Linked DNA regions of Mus musculus: region 1 is linked to region 2. Evidence: chromatin contacts called from public Hi-C data. All regions are on one chromosome and are shown on one strand. The core of a region is the stretch at or near the end of the contact, and the rest is flanking DNA. Distances in the headings are between cores, read along the strand shown. Region 1 overlaps Rnf121 (ring finger protein 121). Region 2 holds the start of Chrna10 (cholinergic receptor, nicotinic, alpha polypeptide 10).

Evidence for each region. A called contact is a pair of places that touch in the nucleus more often than the background predicts.
Region 1: a Hi-C map of olfactory sensory neurons shows a contact between it and region 2, with 1.8 times the contacts expected there. The contact joins the enhancer-like site here to the promoter of Chrna10 in region 2. A contact is called at or near these places in 13 of 39 promoter capture datasets (the 3T3-L1 cell line, cranial neural crest, embryonic stem cells and 6 more), 1 of 15 datasets of contacts at CTCF or cohesin (CD8 T cells), 2 of 484 Hi-C or Micro-C datasets (centroblasts and olfactory sensory neurons), 1 of 115 datasets of contacts at active chromatin or transcription factors (embryonic stem cells) and 2 of 9 other capture datasets (adipose tissue and pancreatic islet).

What each region holds. Positions count from the first base shown.
Region 1 is chr7:102,043,285-102,047,288 of GRCm38.p6, reverse strand. All of the region lies in intron 1 of Rnf121 (ring finger protein 121), which reads left to right. Among named protein-coding and RNA genes, the nearest start is that of Rnf121, 20 kb to the left of the region's middle. Within about 2 kb of position 1,753, at least 2 of the 459 cell types and tissues checked have an H3K27ac peak or open chromatin away from gene starts, as enhancers often do. A contact at or near this core is called in olfactory sensory neurons, where this site is marked.
Region 2 is chr7:102,114,168-102,118,086 of GRCm38.p6, reverse strand. Chrna10 (cholinergic receptor, nicotinic, alpha polypeptide 10) reads left to right here and starts at 1,374. Exons shown (of 5, transcript NM_001081424.1): 1 at 1,374-1,830; 2 at 2,973-3,118; 3 at 3,708-3,862. The coding sequence starts at 1,770. It also overlaps a transcript of Art1 not described here.

The DNA.
Region 1 (4,004 bases), core at 504-3,003, 71 kb after region 2:
CAACTTTCATAAGTTGTTCTCTGACCTCCATACTCAACGCCATGACATTTGCACTCTCCAAAATAAATAAATGTATTATGTGTGTGTGTGTGTGTGTGTGTGTGTGTGTGTGTGTTTAGGTGGTGGCATTGAAGTCAGAGGACAACATCCCTGGGACCTACATAGCGGAGGGAGTGAACCAACCTCTGCAGGTTGTCCTCTTACTTCCACTCCTGCCCTGTGGCATGTGGTCCATTCTAAGTAGAAATGTAGGCATTTTGAAAAAAAAAATTACAAATGTTGGGAAGGATGTGGAGAAATTGGAGCCTCCACATACTGTGCACAAGACTGTAATATGCAGCTGCTATGAGAAACAGTTTGGCAGTTCTCAAAAGATAAAAGTAGAGTTGTCATGTGGCCCAGCAGTTATGGTTCTAGCTATGTTTTCAAGAGAAATGAAAACATACTTTTACATGACGTTAGGGACAAATGTTCATATAGCAACATTCTTGTTTTTATTTTTTGTTTGTTTGTTTGTTTGTTTTTCTTTGTTTTTTTCGAGACAGGGTTTCTCTATATAGCTCTGGCTGTCCTGGAACTTACTTTGTAGACCAGGCTAGCCTCGAACTCAGAAATCCACCTGCCTCTGCCTCCCGAAGTGCTGGGACTAAAGGTGTGCACCACCACGCCCGGCCTAGCAACATTCTTTATAATAGCTCAGAAGTCAATGACTCTAGTGTTTCCAGCTAGTGAATGGAGAAATATGATATATCTATACATTGGAATGTTGTTGACATTCAAAAGGGGGGAACTATCATATGTGCTACAAAATTAATGAACCTTGAAAACAGTTATGCTACATGAAAGAAGCCAGCCATGAAAGACCATGTTATGGCAGTAGTATATGAACTGCCTATATTAAACAAATCTTTATAGAGGTAGAAGAGGTACAATACTGTGAATACACTGAAAACCATGACTACTGTACTTTAAAAATGGACTATTTTCTCACTGTGTGAATTAGATCTTAGTAGTAAAATTATTTTGTTTTTTTTTAAGAAAAGAATCTTACAGATATGTCTATGCCTATAAATGCAAATTGTGAATATGAGTACTACATATGGTAGCAATACTTCTCAAACGTGTACATATAAATTATTTCAGTATCTTATTAGATTACAGATTCTGATAAAGGGGGATTTATGTGGATTCTGAAGTTTGTGTTTCATAATTAGCTTTCAGGGTCCTGGTATTCTAGTAGTTAGATACACATAGTAAAAGTATGGAAGATGTTCTAAAGAGCTTTCCAATAACCCAGGAGAATTTGTTCAGTACTTTGTGGAAAGAATTTGATTTGGTGGAAGAGAGGGGCTTAAGGGACAAAGCTATGTAAAGACAGAGATCAAAGAGTGAGTGCTGTTTGTGGAGGACAGGTCATCTGGTTGTGGGTACACAGGGGTGGGTGCTTAAATCTTACACACCTGAGGAAACAAACTCCTCAGGTTTGATCATTTTCTGTCTTTGCAAATTTTTCCCTTGCCCCATCTAGCATTTTTGGTTTAACTTCTTTTAAATCTTAACTTAGGTTAGCAATGACTTGTATGGAGCCTTGTGAGATCCTAGGATGTTTTAGGTGTTGTTTATAGGACCGTCAGTTATTACCCTGACCCTGAGAGGCTGCCTAATTATCTACCTGAGTTTCAGACAAGGTACCTTCATATTGGGTTAGTGCTTGGCTCCAGGTGGATAAACTCCCTTAATGAGGCACCAAATAAAGATGCCTTCCCAGATGGTACAGGTTAATTATAGCTATAGTTTACAGCTTTCCTTGTTTTCCCACTTGATCCAGAAGAGTGGTTTGAATGTAATTAAAGTCACCTTTTGGTTCTGGACACAAATATTAAAGCCAGACCATATGTTACTCTTAACAGTTAAACTGCTTTGTGAACTGCTGCTGATGGCTTAAGCCCCAAATGTAGTCTCAGCCTTAGGGCTTGCTCTTCTGATCTTTTCCCTGAGGCTCTGGAAGCATTCCTTGTTTCTCCAGCTTTGAATGCGCTAGCCTCCTCTGGTAGTTTATACAGTATGCCCACTCTTCTGGAAGAAACCAAATTCATTGTCAGTGTACTTTCCTTACAAGCCATATGATGGAGTCAAAGGTCTTATTCTATTTTCAGATGATGGAAGTAAGACATACATAATAATATGCATGGCTCACTTTCAGAGATACAGCTATGCCTGGTCCAGTACTCTGTGTATTCATAGTTTGCCCTTCAATGGGTTGTCTTACTTTCTTGAGTATGTACCTTTTTTATTTCCTCATATAAAGTTTTTTTCCCATTTATTATTTATTTATTTGCTTTTTATCATAATCGCAGCCCCCTTCCAATTCTCCTTCCAGTCCTGCCCCCCCCTTTACCTTCTCCCTTTTTTCTCAGAGAAGGTGAAGCACCTCCAAGGGAAAGCTCCCCCACCCCCTGGGTACCATCTCATCCTGGGATGTAAGGCCTCAGAAGGACTAAGCACATCTTCTCCCACTTAGGCCTGACAAGGCAGTCCCGCTAGTGGAAGGGGATCCAAAGGCAGGGAACAAAGTCAGAGACAGCCCCCTACACCTGCTCCAATTGTTAGGGGACTCACACGAAGACTAAGCTATACATCTGCTACAAATGTGTATGGGGCCTAAGTCCAGTTCCTGCATGTTCTTTAGTTGGTGGTTCAGTCTCTGTCAGCCCCCATGGGCCCAGGTTAATTGACTCTGAAGGTCTTTTTGTGGTGTCCTTGGCCCCTCTGGCTTTCTCAATACTATGCCCCACAAGACTTCCAAACTCTGCCTGATGTTTTGCTCTGCTTCTGTTTCCATCAGCTGCTGGATGAAGCCTCTCCAAGGACTCTTCTTAGGCTCCTGTCTGCAAGCATAGCAGAGTATCATAAATAGTGTCAGGGGTTGGCTCTCTCCTATAGAATGGGTCTCAAGTTGGGCTAGTCATTGGTTAGCCATTCCCTCAATCTGCTATATCTTTGTAGGCAGGACAAATTTTGGGTTGAAGTTTTTGTGGGTGAGTTGATGTCTCCCTCCCTCTACTGGAAATCCCACCTGGCTCCAGGAGGTGGCCACTTTGGTCTCCCATCAGCTAGGGTCACACTCACAGACTCCTGTGAGCTTCTCCTGTCTCAGAGATGTCCCCCACCACTTTCTGTTCTCTCTCCCAACTCTCTCTCACCCACCCCCACCTGATCTCCATTCCTATTCCCCTCTTCACCTCCTCTCCTACCCAGCTTCCTCCCTCCATTCATCTCCGACGTCTATTTTACTTCCTCTTGTGAGTGAGATTCACATAAAGTTTTTAAATAGATTTTTCTAGATGCTTTCTTGATACTTACATGGCATTTTCAAGTGTTTGTATACTCTCTTGTTTCAGTATGTCCAAGTGGTGTACTGTTTTGTTTTTTGTTTTGTTTTGTTTTTAACATACTTACATTATGGGAGAGGCTTTTTCTCAATTTCTTAAATATTTATTGACTGCTTAGTTCTGTGTTCTCTTTAAAGGACACAAAAGCAGTATAAAGTGTATATTGGCTCTGAGGCATTTTCCCAGTATGTGGGAAAGGTGTACTAGGCCAGTCCAAAACTGTGGGAGGTATTCAAAATGCTAAATTATGTTTCTAAGCCCCTGTCTCCTTTGCTGTCAAGGAACATTTCCTGCCCAATTTGCTATAAAACTATGTTGTTTGGCCTAAGTACTGGAATTTTGGCATGGCGTTATATGGCTCCAAAGAAGCAGAAGATACACTCTGGCACCAAGGCTATACTAATATTCTGGAACAGAGGTTTTTGACAGTGGCAACTTTTGTTCCCTAAATTTTACAGTGTCTGTAGATATTCTTTTTGGGTGCTACTGATCATATGCAGGACACACTCCTCCCAGAAAATAAACAGAGCCCCCAAATATCAGTAGTGCCAAGTTTGAGAGACCCTAGGTAGAACCAGAACTTTGAGTTTAGAAGGCCATACACTTCTAAGG
Region 2 (3,919 bases), core at 125-2,624:
CCCTGATGTCAGGAGTTGATTAGTTTGCAAACCTCCCTCCACGCTGACTCAGAATGGCCAGGCTTCTGCCAGAGAATTCTTGACTTTCTTATGCCAAAGGTGTTTCAAAAAGAATGTGCTCCAGCTCGTGGTTTTAGCGGCATTAAGGATTATTGGTATGGGGAATACTTGCTGGTTTTTGAGACAGGGTTTCTCTGTGTAGCCCTGGCTATCCTGGAACTCACTCTGTAGACCAGGCTGGCCTCGAACTCAGAAATCCACCTGCCTCTGCCTCCCGAGTGCTGGGATTAAAGGCGTGTGCCACCATGCCCAACTGGAATACTTGCTCTTAGGACAAGTTAGGGAAAAAAAAGGAAGGCTGGGCTGTAGTTCACTGTTGCTTGCCTAGCAGGCAGGAAGCTAGGTTCAGAAGCCAATACTACATAAGCTGAGCATGGTGATGCCTGCCTGCCTGCATCTCAGCACGTGGGAAGTGGAGGCAGGAGAGGCAGGGGTGCAAGGTGATCCTTGACTAATTGGGACTAAAAGGGCAGCACATGCCGGGCGGTGGTGGCGCACACCTTTAATCCCCAGTACTTGGGAGGCAGAGGCAGGCAAATTCTGAGTTCGAGGCCAGCCTGGTCTACAAAGTGAGTTCAGGACAGCCAGGGCTACACAGAGAAACCCTGTCTCGAAAAACCAAAAAAAAAAAAAAAAAAGGCAGCACATAAACTGGAAGCCGAGCACATAATTATAATCCAAATATTTGGGAGGTGGAGGCAGAAGTCCGTGGTCATTCTAAAGTGTAAGTCTTCTGACCGAATAATCCTCACTGTGACCCTTTATCTGCTAATCCCTACCCTTCCCCCTAACCCTGATCAGCCCCTCACACCCGTCCGCAGTATTTAGGCACTGGGTAGAGTATCAGCCTGGAAACACGACAAGAACTGAGGAAATGCTTCACAGAGCCATGTGAAGTGGTCTGACTCAGCTCACTCCCATGAAGACGGCAGAGCTTAGCTGGACAAAACCCCTGAGTCTAAGGTGTCCAGTCCCTTACTGAGAGGAAAAGGAGCCTCTAGAATTCAAGGAATGTAGCTGAGCTGGGGGGGGGGGGGGGCAGGTACAGTTCTCATTCACAGGCCTCAGCCCCATATACCTTTAGAGCATAATGTTTTGCACTTTCAGATCCTGGCATCTCTAAACCTTCCCAACCCCCAGGACTCTGAGTTACACAATTTGAATAATTTAGGACCCAGCACCCTCAGGTGTCAGTTTCAGTTGTTCTGTTCCCATGGGCACCAGTATGCCAACCCTGCAATTAAGCTAAAAGAAGTCAGTGGAAGAGGGGTGCTCTCCAGTGCCTCAAACCCTGATACGAGTTCCTGGCCCTATTCTGCTGAGAGCAGCAGGCTTGCTCAGAGCCCAGGTACAGGGAATGGATTGAAGGGGGGTTTGAGGTGCTGTAAGAGGAGAAGAAAGGGGGAGAGAGGAAAGAAAACAGAAACCAAGACCATTACAGAGGAAGAAAGCAAATTGAGACAGAGAGGTAAAAGACGGCACTAGTCATATGGAAAGGGACGGAAGATGGAGCCAGAGAGGCTGTGAAGAGCAAAGGAGAAACTGCAGGTACAAGGACCAGGTATAGTACTGCAGGCAGGTGCAAACAGGAGACCAGAAGGAAAGCCGCAATCTCTGGTTTCCAGGTACTGTCCACCTCATCCGTGCCAGCAGGGCCTGTTGCTTTACATCTCCTCAAGACCTGCCCACCCTCTGGCTGTGGTAGCGACATGGGGACCAGGAGCCACCACCTGGGTCCTGGGTTTCTGCTCCTGCTCTTTCTCCCTGCAGGTAATGAACCAGGTCTATCTGACACCGCCATTATTCCTGTCCACCACAAGCCTCCAGTCCCTACCCTTCTCTTCAGTGCCTGCTGAGAGCAAGCTATCTGGGGAATGTGGAGGAGAGGGTGCTGAAGATGGGAGTGGGGGAGAAGTAACTGTAAAAAGTCAGGTGTGCAAACCCCTTTAGCTCCTTGGGTACTTTCTCTTGCTCCTCCATTGGGGACCCTGTGTTCCATCCAATAGCTGACTGTGAGCATCCACTTCTGTTTGCCAAGCACCGGCATAGCCTCACAAGAGACAGCTATATCAGGGGCCGTTCAGCAAAATCTTGCTGGCGTATGCAATGGCATCAGCTTTTGGAGGCTGATTATGGGATGGATCCCCGGGAATGGCAGTCTCTAGATGGTCCATCCTTTCGTCTCAGCTCCAAACTTTGTCTCCATAACTCCTTCCATGGGTGTTTTGTTCCCAATTCTAAGAAGGGGCAAAGTGTCCACTCTTTTTTGGTCTTCGTTCTTCTTGAATTTCATGTGTTTTGCAAATTGTATCTTGTATCTTGGGTATTCTAAGCTTCTGGGCTAATACCAACAATATGAACTAACCAGTACCCCCGGAGCTCGTATCTCTAGCTGCATATGTAGCAGAAGATGGCCTAGTCGGCCATCATTGGGAAGAGAGGCCCCTTGGTCTTGCAAACTTTATATGCCTCAGTACAGGGGAACGCCAGGGCCAAGAAGTGGGAGGGGTGGGGGGGGGAGGGTATGGGGGACTTTTGGGATAGCATTTGAAATGTAAATGAAGAAAATCCCTAATTTAAAAAAAAGGTCAGGTGTGGCCTCAAACACCTATAACCACAGTGCTGTAGGAACCTGAGCCAGGAGGATTGCTGGGATTGCTGGCCAACCAGACTAGCTGAAAAAAACGGCAAGTTGCAAGTTCAGTGCGAGACCCTGTCTCAAGAGAACAGGGTAGAAAGTGATAAAGCCAGAAACCCAGTCCTCTCCTCTGGCTTCTGAAGACATATGAGTAAATGGCACAGAGCATCAAAAATGTGTGAGACCACGGAACAGGTGACAAGGCTCTAGCTGGGGGGTGATAGATGTGAACAGAGACCGCTGGATGACAGTCAAATTCTCATTCACCCTCTAGAGTGCCTGGGAGCTGAGGGTAGACTGGCTCACAAGCTGTTTCGTGACCTGTTTGCCAACTATACAAGTGCCTTGAGACCAGTGGCAGACACAGACCAGACTCTAAATGTGACCCTGGAGGTGACGTTGTCTCAGATCATTGATATGGTATGATATGGTAGTGGTGGGATGTGTGAATCGAGGGAAGAAGGGCCATCTCCTAATGATCTTTTTCCTATGTGTTAATATTAATAATGACATGCCGGGCGTGGTGGCGCACGCCTTTAATCCCAGCACTCGGGAGGCAGAGGCAGGCGGATTTCTGAGTTCAAGGCCAGCCTGGTCTACAAAGTGAGTTCCAGGACAGCCAGGGCTGTACAGAGAAACCCTGTCTCGAAAAAACCAAGTAATATATATATGTGTATATATATATATATATACATATATATATATATATATATATATTAATAATGACAGTGGTCATTAACTCCTGCATACCGGTTGATGGCCCAAGATTTTACACTCTGGTATTTACTGAGTGCTCTCCCCCCGCCCCACCTTCCCCAAGCAGGAATTATTGGTGGGATTAATTGGAGATTAAAAACCCCACCAAGGGCACACAAGTTCAAGTCTGGATGGGAACTGGGCTGTTTGAGCAAGCCGGGTTTGTGTGTACTAACGGGAGAGCTCTCTAAGGGAGTATGCATGAAAAGGGCAATGAGTGCAGAGAAACATGTCCATTGTCTGCCCCTGCCAGGATGAACGGAACCAAGTGCTGACCTTGTACCTGTGGATCCGGCAGGAGTGGACAGACGCCTACCTACATTGGGACCCCAAAGCCTACGGTGACTTGGATGCAATTCGAATTCCCAGCAGTCTAGTGTGGCGACCAGACATCGTACTTTACAACAAGTACTTCCTGTCTGCCCCCGTTTTCCTTAGAGTTGCCCATTTGCCCTTGACATGCAC